Linked DNA regions of Hordeum vulgare: region 2 is linked to region 1. The links are chromatin contacts, called in public Hi-C maps. All regions are on one chromosome and are shown on one strand. Each heading gives the region's core, a stretch centred on a gene start, on an enhancer-like site or on the middle of the called end of the contact. The rest is flanking DNA. Distances are from core to core; before and after follow the strand shown.

The links. Hi-C and Micro-C count contacts between places; a contact is called where the count stands out from the background.
Region 2: a contact with region 1 is called in a Hi-C map of seedling, with 7 times the contacts expected there. The contact joins the enhancer-like site here to the promoter of LOC123402822 in region 1. A contact is called at or near these places in 2 of 6 Hi-C or Micro-C datasets (leaf and seedling) and 1 of 1 datasets of contacts at active chromatin or transcription factors (embryo).

What each region holds. Positions count from the first base shown.
Region 1 is chr6H:408,132,701-408,137,359 of MorexV3_pseudomolecules_assembly, forward strand. LOC123402822 (ethylene-responsive transcription factor 2-like) reads right to left here and starts at 1,792. Exons shown (of 1, transcript XM_045096780.1): 1 at 298-1,792. The coding sequence starts at 1,518. The coding sequence ends at 679.
Region 2 is chr6H:408,489,879-408,494,391 of MorexV3_pseudomolecules_assembly, forward strand. No RefSeq gene overlaps it. Among protein-coding and RNA genes, the nearest start is that of LOC123403589, 6.8 kb to the right of the region's middle. Within about 2 kb of position 1,718, at least 3 of the 3 cell types and tissues checked have open chromatin away from gene starts, as enhancers often do. A contact at or near this core is called in leaf and seedling, where this site is marked.

The sequences.
Region 1 (4,659 bases), core at 542-3,041:
CAACGCTAGTTTAATCCGCAAGTGCGTGTTAGCCTCGCCCCTGCCGCATCGTATTTCACGTTTGTTTAATTCAGCGAGGGCCGCTAGTGGTCCACTGGAATTCTGGATTGGCCTTCAGGTCTCTGTCCGTTGACAAAACCTTCCGGCTAATCGTGCCGTGCATCGCCTCTCGTCCCAGTTTTTTAACAGTCAAAAACATGTGCTCCTTCCCGGTCTCAACGCAGACATTTCTTCATTCGTCGATGTATATTCTTCTCTGGTAGTATTAAACTATCATATCAAAGTGAAACCTGCAAATTTAAAAGGAATCACTCACTTATCGTAGTACCAAACAGCAGTTGAACAAAGAAGATTCTCCATTGGAGAAGAGAACGGTCATGCAAGTTTTGCGACTGCACCCTCACCACCTCTTACAAACCGGCTTCCAGAATTCCACTGCACCCACTTGCTAGTTGCTACTGTGCCGACGCCACTAACTCTAGCGACAAGTTTCACACGGAACCACACAAACTTCACAATGGCGTGGCGTGGCGTGGCGCGGCGCGTAATTGCCTCCAACTGGTCGCAGTTTCTTTGATCGACGCATTACGCCATTGACCCGTGGAGATGCCCTGTTCCTCTCCTCCATTTGCTCAACGCATGAAGCTCATGAGAACGACCACTGATTGCTTCGCCGCTTCAGCTCACTAGCTGCTGGACGGCGCCGGTGGCGAGCCACGGCTGGGCTGGGAGGATGAGCTGGACCGGAGCCTGCACCGGCGTGGGCGGCACCAGAGCCATGGCCATGGACGCTGCCGCCGCCTCGCCTCTCTTCCTCCGCTTCGACGACCCGGGCGCGCTGGAGGAGGGAGAAGCAGAGTCGGAGCTCGCAGGCTCGGGAGACGCGCGCTTCTGACCCGCGGCTGCTGCTGCGGCGGCGATCTCGGAGCCGATGCGGAGCGGGAAGTTGAGGAGCGCGCGGGAGCCGCGCATGCGGTAGGCGGCGCGGTCGTACGCCACGGCGGCGTCCTCGGCGCTGTCAAAGGTGCCGAGCCACACGCGCGCGCCGTTCTTGGCCGGGTCCCGGATCTCCGCCGCGAACTTGCCCCACGGCCGCTGCCTCACGCCTCTGAAGTGCCTCCCCCTCGATGCCGTCGCCGCCACCTCGGCCTCCTCCGTCCACGTTGCCGTCGACGCCGCCTCGTCCGGCGTGGCGGGCCCGGGCGACGCGAGGAAGCTGCCGAGGCAGGAGCCGTCGTACGGGTCAGGGGAAGGCAGGGGCTCGGGCTTGACGGCGGCGAAGGAGCCGTCGGGGAGCCAGCCGCAAGAGAAGGCGTCGCGGAGGGCGCCGTAGACGACCATGTCGTCGGCGTCGTTGGGCCGGAACGGGAGCGACTCGCTCCACTGGTCCGCCACGAGGCTGCCGAAGCTCGCGCTCCGGCAGTACGCAGGCCGCGCCGGCGCCGTCGGCTCCTCCAGGAGCTGCTGCCGGATGCTGTCCAGCACCGCCGCCTCGACCGCCGGATTAAGCAGCAGCATCTTGTCCGGTGTAGTCGCGTTTGGTCCTAGGATGATTTGAGTTTGCTCTTCGAATTCGCGGGTCAGTGGATGGATTCTGTGGAGGAGCTGGTTTCGGTCCCCGGTTTATATACAGAGCGCGGAAGGGTGTCACGTGCTTCCAGTTTCGCCGAACGTTCCTGCTTTAACCGCACGTGATTGGATTCTTTTTTTTCTTATCGTTTTGGAAGATGGTGATGGTGTAGTGGATTAGTGGAGTACTCACGCTAACATAAGTATCAACGAGTTTACTAACTACTCCTTCATTTCTTTTGAGGTAATAGCATTGGGATACTAGAACTTGTTAGCAATGTGATGGTTTGATCCTAAAAGTAGCAAAGTGCACCTATTTCATCCTAGAACTTGCACCTCTTGTGCACTTTTAGTCCACAGCCACTCACAGCGCGCCAAGTGGACAGAGTGGGGCAGTCTTGGTTGTTTTGCAAAGTAGCCCTTCCCTTTGTCAGTTATTAGTGTGTTGTTGCTATTTGAGAAACACCTGCATTTAATAAACCTAGTAACTACTGTTGGAACAACGGGAGCAGTGTCTCTTTCTCCCTCGTGCGGTCGATGCTTCCTCTCTGTTCTATCGTTCTTCTCCCTCGTGCGCCCCCTTTTTGTTGGGGAACGTTGCATGGGAAACAAAAAATTTCCTACGCGCACGAAGACCTATCATGGTGATGTCCATCTATGAGAGGGGATTTCCGATCTACGTACCCTTGTAGATCGCACAGCAGAAGCGTTAAGAAACGCGGTTGATGTAGTGGAACGTCCTCACGTCCCTCGATCCGCCCCGCGAACTGTCCCACGAACCGTCCCACGATCCGTCCCACGATCCGTTCCGATCTAGTGCCGAACGGACGGCACCTCCGCGTTCAGCACACGTACACCTCGACGATGATCTCGGCCTTCTTGATCCAGCAAGAGAGACGGAGAGGTAGATGAGTTCTCCGGCAGCGTGACGGCGCTCCGGAGGTTGGTGGTGATCTAATCTCAGCAGGGCTCCGCCCGAGCTCCGCACAAACGCGATCTAGAGGTAAAACCGTGGAGGTATGTGGTCGGGCTGCCGTGGCAAAAGTTGTCTCAAATCAACCATAAAACCCCACTATATATAGGAGGGAGGGAGGGGAGGAGGCAGCCTCAAAACCTAAAGGTTTGGCCGAAATTGGAGGTGGAGGAGTCCTACTCCAATCCTACTTGGAGTAGGATTCCACCTTCCCACTTGGAAACTCTTTCCACCTTGTGTTTTTTCCTTCTCAAACCTTATGGGCCTTAGTGGAACTTATTTCAGCCCACTAGGGGCTGATTTATCTCTTCCCATAGCCCATGAGACCCCTTGGGGCGTGACACCCCTCCTGATGGTCCCCGGCACCCCTCCCGGCACTCCCAGTACACTACCGATGAGCCCGAAACTTTTCCGGTAATGCACGAAAACCTTCCGGTAACCAAATGAGGTCATCCTATATATCAATCTTCGTTTCCGGACCATTCCGGAAACCCTCGTGACGTCCGTGATCTCATCCGGGACTCCGAACAACATTTGGAACCAACCATATAACTCAAATACGCATAAAACAACGTCGAACCTTAAGTGTGCAGACCCGAGAGACTCCTCGGTCAATATCCAATAGCGGGACCTGGATGCCCATATTGGATCCTACATATTCTACGAAGATCTTATCGTTTGAACCTAGGTGCCAAGGATTCATATAATCCCGTATGCCATTCCCTTTGTCCTTCGGTATGTTACTTGCCCGAGATTCGATCATCAGTATCCGTATACCTATTTCAATCTCGTTTACCGGCAAGTCTCTTTACTCATTCCGTAATACAAGATCCCGCAACTTACACTAAGTCACATTGCTTGCAAGGCTTGTGTGTGATGTTGTATTACCGAGTGGGCCCCGAGATACCTCTCCGTCATACGGAGTGACAAATCCGAGTCTCGATCCATACTAACTCAACGAACACCTTCGGAGATACCTGTAGAGCATCTTTATAGTCACCCAGTTACGTTGCAACGTTTGATACACACAAAGCATTCCTCCGGTGTTAGTGAGTTATATGATCTCATGGTCATAGGAACAAATACTTGACACGCAGAAAACAGTAGCAACAAAATGACACGATCAACATGCTACGTCTATTAGTTTGGGTCTAGTCCATCACATGATTCTCCTAATGATGTGATCCCGTTATCAAGTGACAACACTTGCCTATGGTCAGGAAACCTTGACCATCTTTGATCAACGAGCTAGTCAACTAGAGGCTTACTAGGGACAGTATTTTGTCTATGTATCCACACATGCACTGTGTTTCCAATCAATACAATTATAGCATGGATAATAAACGATTATCATGAACAAAGAAATATAATAATAACTTATTTATTATTGCCTCTAGGGCATATTTCCAACACTTTTCCTCTCTGTTCTTTCCCTCTGCTTCCTCGCGCGCGGCAGCTTATCTTCGGGTCATGGCGTCGCCGGAGTTCTTCGGCGGCCGGGAACCGCCTGCGTCGACACACCTCGTCCGGCCGCCCTCTGTGTACCCCCCAGATTATGGTAGGTCTCTTCTCCCTCGTTATCTCCTCCTCACTCTTTGGTTTGCTGCTGTTAGGTCTCTTCTCCCTTGTTAGTACATCTGATTCATGCTATTCTCTGGTGAGAAGAAGAGTTGGTGAGTAACATATGTTGTACATCTGATTATGGATTTAGGTTAGGGTATTTAGGCAGGCAGCTGTTCTTGTGTTGTTGTTTGTTTCATTTTTTGTTAGATCTGGTGAGAAGAAGAGTTGTTGTGTTGTTGTGTAACATATGTTGTTGTGTGTTTCATTTAGGTTAGGGTATTTAGGCAGACAGCTCTAGTTTTAACTGAATTTTGCCCTGTTTGGATGCAGTGTGTGATTCATTAATGGGAAAAAGTGTTTGCATTCCTTTTTTCACACTGGAAATTGAGCATGGTGGCATTTTCTTAGGAGCAGTAAGTGAACTTGAGTATTACAACTCTTCTGTGGAGGTGCTGGACTATTTAGATAATGGCAACTTCAGTTATGCATTACTAGAAGAGCACCTAAACTGGTTGGGATATCCTAAGAATCAGCACATCATCTACTGGTGCTTG
Region 2 (4,513 bases), core at 468-2,967, 360 kb after region 1:
TAGTAATCGAGCCCCGCATATTCAGTTATTGAACACGTCGTACCGGTTGAGTGCCTGACCGAATTCCACACGATCCATGAGAGCAAGCAAACAGTACTCGTCATAAGATAATGGCACCGGGCCGGTAGTGGTTAGCTGGTTACTAGGAGTAGTATACTAAAATGAGCCCATGGTGATTCCAGCTAGTGCAGTGGAAGTGTTCCTTGTCTCACTCTGCAGGCAGCACCTGACTGAAGCAGTCAAAAACAGAGGGTCTCCCCCGAAGACCCACGACGGGCGAGCAAGTTGCCAGATAAAAGTTAGCTCTCACGCCATCTCATCTTCAGTTCCGGCTAAACAATCATCGTGGTCTGTCTCCCGTACTTAATTATGCGGCGTGTCCAAATCTCGGGATCTTCAGTTCCGGCTAAACAATCACCGGCGGGAATTCTGGCTGCCCGAAGCGATCCGCGCTGTCCGTCCGTCGCTGCGGGACAAATCCCAGCGTCAAAACGCACGAACGGATCAACCGCTTGCCGCCACCGACGCCGGTCCAAGAATGCGCTTTTTCCGGTATATACGGCCATGCTTCTTTCGTGATCACCTCCCTCTACAAGTAGACGCGGTCAGCCGAGGGTCAGGGTCAGTCAGAGAGACACCGATTTTGTGTTCATCCCATCGCGCGGTAAAAAAAACTCGTCTGGCAAATGGCAATTGGCAATTGCACCGCAAGCAGCAGATGGACATTTGCAAATGGAGATGTGAACACGTAGGTGCATCGGTGGCTCCAGAGTCCCGGAGAAGGCGGGTTGCTGGCTGGCATCGGTCTCAACTACGAGTCCGAGGTGGACCTGAGCGATGTTACTGATTATGCGTCTGTCCATGCGTTCAAAGCAATGCCGCTGTTTTACATTAAACATAAAACGCAACAGCGTGACAAGCACTCCCTTCTTTCCTGCAACACCGATAGGGCCATCTCCTCGTCCGGGATTGGTAGCGGCTCGTTACAACCCAGGCGGGCGGTGACGCGGATGCTGCCGAGATATTCCCGAAAACAAAACGAAAATGCGGGTGCCGGGCTGAGGTGATTTGGCAGGTTTTGTCACGGCGATGGCGAGTGTGTCGGCTTGTTTTTTCACCCTGCAAGTTCCGGTCGACCCATCACGCGTCCGTGTCCGTGTCTGCGCCTGTCGAATTCGGTTCGTTGGAACCTAGGGCGTCTAGTGTAACCACTCATCAGTTCCATGATAGATAGCTCAGCCCCTGTATAGGGACTGTGCCGTCGTAAAAATAATATGGTCACTGGAGGACCACGGCTAGGCGGCGATCTTTTACCGGGATTAGTTATTAAAAGCAGAGAGCGCTGCCGGTAAGCAAGCAAACGCGTCCATGCATGAACGGTGATATGATCTGGTCTGAACGTGGATGCTTCAACGGCGATCTGATCTAGCTCCGCTGCGCTGCACTGCACTGCACTGCCTAAGATTGGCATGCATGCATGGCCACGATGATGACCGAAGAAACGGAGACATCTATGCAGCGGATAAGTTTGGGAGTGTGCTCGCAGGAAACCGCGTGGCCCGACCCCGGCGGAAGAGCTGGACGAGGACGTGGTGTAGACGTGTAGTGTAGTGTAGTAGTTGGGCCCAACAATGGCTGACGTCGCAAAGTGAGGACCTGGCGCTCTGTGCCGTGCCATGCGTGTGTGGGCGCTCGGCCGGCCGGCACGCACGCACGGGTCGACCCAGCGAGATCGAGGCTTACGCACTGAAAGCGTTCGGGACCCGCGACAAAACCGGGTCCAGAACGCGAGAAAATCCGTCTGGCTCGCCGCTCGGGCCCCCGGCTCGGCCTGCCCTAAATTGGCGTCGTCTGGAGCCGTGATGCGCGGGGGGGTCGAACCGCAAACGGGGTTCGGTTCTTCTTGGCGCCTAGTCCGCCCGTTTGACATGGTCTGCCCACAAACGGGTTCCGAACCCGGTGGTATGGCAAGTCAGGTTTAACCTCGTGATTCGCGCTGGCAGTTAAACTCAACAACAGCTTCGTGCTTCCCGCCTGTCTTCGAGAAATATCTACAGAAACCACTTCGTGCTGCCTTTGAAACCGTAAGATGCCAAGGTCTCTCCACATGTTTGGGAGAAGGGAAATCCACATGCCCGATAATTGCCCATGGACAACACCTCTCTCTCTCTAAAAGGCCTGACAAGACCCCTACCGCCAGATAGAAACTGTTGGCGGTGTGCATGCATGTGTACAGGCTAAATTTCAGACCCAACCACAACCGACCTGCCTGCGGATCCGGTCATCTGGTGGGAAACGAGAAGAACACGGACGGGTACGTGTCGACCAGTTTGTGCCTGTGTGATGCGAGTAGGTAAAACTCGATATGTGATCGGCCGTGTCACCGCCCGACGACACGTACGTACGGGCGCGAGCGGCACCGTCTCATTTACTCCTCCAGCTGCCTGCGGCTGCACTCGTCGCCGTCGATCTGTGCTGATCTTCGTCTCGCGTGGAGAGAGAAATGTTGAGCACGAGTTATGTTTGGCACCACAACAAGTATGCATAAGGTCATGTTTGAAACCACAATAAATTATAATAATCTGGATTATGAAGATAGTTTATATAATCTGATTTAGAAAAATAGTCTAGGTGGGCATGTTTGGAGGCCAGATTATATAAACTGTAACTCAGGTTTTATATTGTACAATGACATGTCTGTCTTCTGTATTTCAGCTGCAAATGTAATAATCTTGGTGGACATGTTTGGAGGACGGTGACGATGGTAGTAGGTAATTATCTCCAAGTTTCTAAGGATAATGGGTCGTTAGTAATCCATAATATGATTTTAGCTGGGATAGAGTAAATTATGAGTTTTTAATAATCTGATCATTTAGTTTTTATAAACTACAATATAATCTTTCCTGTTTGAAGACATAATAGATTATAAAAACCGGATTATATAATTTGGATGGTTTCAAACAGGGCCTAAGGATACGAGACCTGTGGCAAAACTACCGCGTTAGTTTTTATAAACTACAATATAATCTTTCCTGTTTGAAGACATAATAGATTATAAAAACCGGATTATATAATTTGGATGGTTTCAAACAGGGCCTAAGGATACGAGACCTGTGGCAAACCGGTGTACGGGATGCACCCACGGATTGATGAAGGGCTGGCCAGACCGAGTCCTTTGTGCGCCGCGTTAGTTAATCGGACCAGTGATTTTGGCGGCATCTAATCTAATGTGCACGCTTATCATTGATTTTGCCTTGACACGCACGCAACAGCGCGGTAGTGACAGCTAGTGTACGCATGATGGATGATGCCTGGGCAACACGCACGGTACGAAGGCTGTACTATGGCCGACCTCTCCCAGTCCAAGTTGCGAGACCGATTAAGATCCTGATCACTTGAGGCCGGCACGGGTATCCATCGGCTAGCTCTAGTCTAGCCTAGAGTCTAGACTATAACCTGAGTGTAGCGGACCGAGTCCGCTTCTGCTTATCTGCGCATGGCTGGCCGCTTCGGGTCCCGCTCACCACCTTTGCTTTCCTAACCGACCGATAAGTAGTTCCCTATTATATGTGCAAAGAGCGCTTATTTCAGTTATTGTACCCACTCTAATTCATATGATTTGAAGCTGATTTAGTATATACTCCTTTCATTCTTAAGGGCATGTTTGGTTCCCAGCCACACTTTGCCAAATCAAAATTTGGCAGCCACAGTTTAGTTGACATATGTTTGGTTTTTGCCACACTTTGGCTTGTCACACTTTATTGTTTCTATGGCCCATTTGTCATAGAGTCAAAAATTTTACCAACGTTTGCCAAAGTTTGGCATTCGTTTTTTCAGCCACACTTTATGGCTTGCCACACTTTGATGGCTTGCCATACTTTGGCTTGGCAAAATTAGTCTTCAACCAAACAGATCCTAAATGTAAGTCTTTCTGGATATTTCAATAAAAACTATATACGAAGCAAAATGAAAGAATCTACACTTTAAAACATGTATATCTACATTCATATGTTGATCGAAATGAAACCCCTAAAAAGACTTACATTCAGAAACAAAGGAAGAAGAAGGGAATAATATTTTTTTCACGCGAAAGTCAGCGACAAAGAGGAGTCTGCGAAAGTTTCGATAGGAAGAGAGTGGGAAGCAAACGTCGGCAAGTTTATTTGGTGGGACATGCCAAATCCTTACTTTTTGCAGCAACTCTTTTAGTGATTTTAGGAGTCGCCAGATCTTTTTAAATAAATTGCTGCCCTTAATCAAAACGTTCGCAATTGCTATGCATGCCTTCCCACAGCCGGCGTTGGCCAGATAAGAGGGTCCTAAGATTTCTTTTAGTTGGACAGACGAGCTTCCAGATTGTTTGGTTAATAAGCTCATAGGTGATAAACCTTGTTTTGCGAATAATAAAGCTAGTCATGATGGCCTTTTCTCAAAGTTAAAAGAAAGGAAGGCGCATACAGATTGGGTAGTTCACTTCATTTTGAAATTTCTAAGAGAGTGGCTCACGAAACTG